2 separate regions of the Arachis hypogaea genome follow, and region 1 is linked to region 2. Evidence: chromatin contacts called from public Hi-C data. All regions are on one chromosome and are shown on one strand. The core of a region is the stretch at or near the end of the contact, and the rest is flanking DNA. Distances in the headings are between cores, read along the strand shown. Region 1 holds the start of LOC112785644. Region 2 holds the start of LOC112783255.

What was found. A called contact is a pair of places that touch in the nucleus more often than the background predicts.
Region 1: a contact with region 2 is called in a Hi-C map of leaf, with 4 times the contacts expected there. The contact joins the promoter of LOC112785644 here to the promoter of LOC112783255 in region 2. A contact is called at or near these places in 4 of 8 Hi-C or Micro-C datasets (all in leaf).

The regions. Positions count from the first base shown.
Region 1 is chr20:25,877,990-25,880,689 of arahy.Tifrunner.gnm2.J5K5, forward strand. LOC112785644 reads right to left here and starts at 1,318. Exons shown (of 2, transcript XM_025829094.1): 1 at 1,022-1,318; 2 at 101-577. The coding sequence starts at 1,318. The coding sequence ends at 101.
Region 2 is chr20:25,662,515-25,665,214 of arahy.Tifrunner.gnm2.J5K5, forward strand. LOC112783255 reads right to left here and starts at 1,428. Exons shown (of 4, transcript XM_025826110.3): 1 at 1,177-1,428; 2 at 984-1,096; 3 at 645-900. The coding sequence starts at 1,246.

The DNA of each region.
Region 1 (2,700 bases), core at 68-2,567, 220 kb after region 2:
AATTGAATTTGTGTCGAAAATAGATGCTAATTCTTTTTCTATATAGATGACCAAATTGTCTGCAAGAAATTTATCAGCCATCTTATTTCGGAGTCTTGTCTTAACAATTTTCATTGCTGAAAAAGCTCTTTTTGTTGTACAATTCAGAAAGTGTACCAATGCCTTTCAAATGATTTGGTATATTATGCTGATAATGTTGCAACTGAGATTTCAAAATATTTAGCTCATTATAAGGAAAGTCAAGGGGATAAAATTTCTCTGCTAACTTGCTAATTTCTTCAATATTAAATGATTTGAAATTGTCATTAGGATCCAAAGCACAACTCAAAGTCAAAAGCTCTATTGTTTGCTCATTAAATCTACTATTCAACTCTTGTATTTGAGAGTCAATTGTTGCCAAGAATACATCTATTCGATAATGATGCTCAACTGTCATACTTGGTTGACGAGATCGACCTCTTCCAAAAAAATATTGTGCACTCATATTAGGGATTTCAATTTCATGCTTTTCACAAAAATCTTTAACATTTGCAAGAAAATTGCACCATCCACCATCTCTTAATTGTTGAAGAAGTAACTTTCATGTAGAAACAATATGATTGCATTAAGAATATCTTGAGATTGTTGTTGCAGTGCTTGGCAAAGAACATTAGTGATTCCTATAATCTCTTTCATCAAGTGCAAAGTGAAAACAAATTCTAATGACAATAATATTTTACTAACACCATAAGCCTCACCTCTTTGTGCATAAGTTGTCCCGTCTTCAATGATATTATTGAGAACAATGTTGGTAGCAGTAACTGCAAATAGAATTAAAGTGAGAGCTCCATCGAGTATCTCCAGCTCTTTGTAAAGTGCTTATTTGATTCGCACTTTTGCCTGTTTTTAATTCATTTTGAGCAACCAAGTTTGCATTTTCAATTGCTTGAACTTCTTGTAATTGATCATGTCTTTTTGAAGAAGCACTAACAATAGTGACAATAGAGTTTAATTGAGTAAAAAATTCATGAATTTGAAGTACCTCTCTTGAAGCTGCCACCAATGCTAATTGTAACCTATGAGCAAAACAATGTACATAGTATGCTTGTGGAAAATCTTTAAGAAACAAAGCTTGCAAACCATTCCACTCACCCCGCATGTTGCTAGTACTATCATACCCTTGATCCCTAATATTTTCAACTTGGATATTATAATGAGAAAGGACAGAAATCAATTCTTTCTTTAAAGTTGTTGCACAAGTATTAGTGACATGTACAAGATCAAAGAATCTCTCTTTAACAAAACCATCTAGAGTAACAAATCTTAAAACAATGGCCATTTTCTCCTTTTTAGATTCATTTCTAGCTTCATCAACAATAATACAAAATTTGGCATCTCCAATCTCTTCTCTAATTGAATTTCTCACCTTAGTAGCAAGAATATGTAGAATTTTTTTTGGACATCATTTGAAGTATATTTAGCATTTTTTGGAGCATTTTCCAAAACATTCTTTTTCACTCTTTCATTGTAAGATCCCAAAAATTTCAACATTTCCAAAAAGTTACCTCTGTTGCTTGAACTTTGGCTTTCATCATGTCCTCTGTATGCGCAACCTTGAAATGTCAACCATCTAATGCAATATATAGATGCTCCTAATCGAATTCGATTCTTTTCAATCTCTTCTGATGTTTGCTTATGAAGAAGTCTGTCGATATGTTGTGATTGTTTCATCAAATCATCACATGATTTCAGCGCCTTATGATGGAATGAGTTGGGACCTTTGCCAATGTGATTCAAAAGAGCACATTCTTTTTCACTATTTACTTTCTTCCAACTCCTGAAACCATTCTCAATAAAAGTATTTGAACCCGTATTGATTGAAGGTTCCTTAGCAAAAAGAAAGCATGGAAAACAATATATAGCATCATCTTCTATAGAATATTCTAACCAAGATTGGAACAATTTAAACCATGAAGCTTGAAAGCGACGATGAGTTTTATCACCAGAAAATGGATAATTATCAAGAATTGGTTGATTTGGCCCAACTTTAATATAAGCCCGATGGATTTTATCTCTTTTATTTGGAGGAAACTTCCAAATCATTGGTCGCATTCCAGGATCTCTTTCCAAACGAAAAACATCCAGTTGATTTGGAAGAAGTTGTGGACGCTTTGAGCTATTCAATGGAGAACTTGAAGTAATGAAATTTGATGACCCCTCAAGTATTGGAGTAGTAAGAGTAGAAGCATCTTCATTCTCTTGATCTTTTCTTTTAAAAAATGTATCAATGGTTTTGAACTTACTCATAATTCAAATGGCCAAATAAGTTCCTATAATTAAAAATATATTTAGTAAAAAGTATAAATTACAATCTAAATCTTTATAAAATATAAAAATTATATTTCAATTCAAAATAAGATATTAAAATTCAGAACAATAATACTAACATTGTAGTATAAATAATATAAAATTGTAATTAAATAGTTAACTAATAAAAAAACTAAATATACAAACTAACATATAATAACATAAACTTAATTAACAAATAATAATAAATTAAGTAAATAACTAAATATATAAAAAAACATAAAAAAATTAGACAAGACTAGCTAACAGAAAATAATAAAAAAATATAAAAGAAAATTACAATGCTAGATTAAATACAATTCATTTGTTCTATTTTTGTATGACTATGTCTCCTTATTATTAGTTTAATAATTT
Region 2 (2,700 bases), core at 178-2,677:
AAAAAATCACCATCTTGCTGGTTTTGTATAGAATGGATACTTTCAGCTCTATTCCTATAGAAATTAATAATTAGTCATAACTATCAGAGAGGCAGGAAATGGGACCCAAGAGAACAATATTCTCCGGCGGCGAAGAACGGGGACGGAGATGGGGAGCAGGGAGGCATCCCCCGCCCTGCCCCGTTGACATCCCTAACGCCATTGATTTACATGAACCTTAATCAGTTTCTAGGCACTCTCTAATCCCATTGTTTCATTTTAAAAAAATTTCATGTTCTTACTCTTCTAAATAGGTCTCACAATAGAAAAAACACCATTTTAATCCTTAGATTTTTAGAAAGTATAATATTATGAACAAAGTTCAATTTATTTTACATGTAACTTGAAAGCTTCTAAATCTCAAGTTTGTCCGATTTTCTATCTAATTTTGAGTAAATATTTCATGGCATCAATAGAGTTAACTTTGGATAAAACAATGTTTACAAGGGTGAAAGGCTGAGAGCAGGATACCGGGAACAATTTGAGTACAAAATTGTTATGATTAACAACGATTTTAAACATGCACAATCAACAACTATTGCTATTGCATAAGTTGAATCAAGAGGATTAGGATGATTAAATTTGAGATGAGGCTTGAATAGTACTCAGAAGATGTTCAATTCTGTATTTCATAAGAGGCTGCCCTTTTCTGGTCTTCTTAAGCATTTTGTCACGCAGAGCTTTTCTCCTGGCTTGGGCTTCTTCTCTCTCTTCCTTCTTTGCCATCATGGCTGCTTCTCTTTCCATTCTTTCTCTCTCTTTCTCTTCATGCTTCTTCCTGTACAATTCTTCCAAACAATACTTTTTCTTCCGCCTCCTCTCACTATCGCACTTATCCTCTTTCATCTCAGCACTGCTATTCTGCACCATCAAATAGAAAATTGAAATTAATGGATTCAACTATTAGAATCTTGACCTATAACAGTTATGATATATCGAAGAACCTCAATCATCAGTTTCTGTGTCGAGAAACGATCGCTTTGCTCCGTTTGATGCTTTAACATCTTCTTAAACTTCTTTACATTCTTGGCATTCTTATAGAATTCTTTTTGCTTCTCTGAACAAACAAACAACACCTAAATCACACTGCTTCATCCTCTGTTACAATATAAAATTCAAGATTGAGAAGTGGCATACTTATGAGAGCAGGGTTGTAGTGGCTTTTATCAGATTTCAGGTTGACGGAATAATTCTTCCTCTTCCTCATCCTCTCGTTGACTCCCTCGTTCTTCTTCGTTGTGGTCTGTGGAATGGGAGAACAAACTGAAAAGCGGAAACCCTAATTTACAGAAGATCAATTTCTCTTGATCTATTGGATTGGGGTCCGATGCTAACATAAAGAGTACAAGACAAAAAGAAAAAGGCCAAGTATAATGCCGGTCGTGATACAACTGGGTCGGGTTTGACTCATTGGCCCAATACAGGTCCAAGATGGCAATGCCTTAAACTATTGTGATATGTGAACATTACAACGCCCAGTCCAAAAAAAATTACCACGCAAAAAATATTTTATCCTAATAGTCCTTCAAGAAAATGATATGAAATGAAACACATGTAAAATAACGAGTAAATGGTTAAATTAGTTTCTAAAAGATCATTCGGTTTTTAAATTGGATTCCGAATAATTTTTTGATCAAATTCATCTTTTAAAGATTTTAAATTAATCATATTAGTCCTTCCGTCACTTTATTTGTTGATGGTGTCAAAATTTGACACGTTAAGTGACACCCCAACACACATTTAGGAGTCTTAATTAACCATTAACATGATTAATTTATGAAATTAGATCAAATCAACCCAAAATTGAGAGATTCCAATACTTCAAGTCATAGTTGTTAGAACTGAACCGGTGATCGAACCGGTCAGACTACTGGGTCACTGGATCACTGGTTCAACCGGTGGGTCACGGGTTGAACCGGTTAATCCGGTCCCACTTGTTTACAATGGCCCCATGCAGGATCATTTGTTCCTCTGTTATTATTTTTTTGGGTTCTAATTGTTGGATCAGGAGTTGATCTTTGTTCCTAAGAAGTTAGTGTTTCTGATGGTGTATTTGATGAAGCCATCCTAAATTCCTAATCAACCAGGACTAAATGACTAAATGACTAATCAACAATCTAACAACAATAGATATTCAACAAACTGAACAGAAATCAAACATAAATCAACAACCAAGAAAGATCAAAATCAAACAGAAATCAAATAGAATAATCAACAATCTAAATTCTAACAGAAATCAAACAGAAATCAACATACATAATCACTAATCATTAATCAACAATCTAGAATAACTTAAAAAAATAAAAACTTAAAAATACATACCAGGAGGGACGAGCAGAGAAGACAGTTGACGAGCAGGAGGCGATGAGCAGAGAAGATCAGAAGCGAGACTGAGGGAGGCCGGAGGCGACGACTGACGAGCAGGAGGCAACGAACAGAGAAGATCAGAAGAGGGACTGAGGGAGACCGAAGGCGACGACTGACGAGCAAGAGGCGATGAGCAGAGAAGAGGGACTGAGGGAGACCGGAGGCGACGACTGACGAGCAGGAGGCGACGAGCAGTAGGCGACGAGCAGTAGGCGACGAGCAGTAGGCGACTTCAATCTTCGATGGAGGTGCTTCTGGGCTGTTGTGGGTGGCGCACTGTGACGGTTGTCTCCT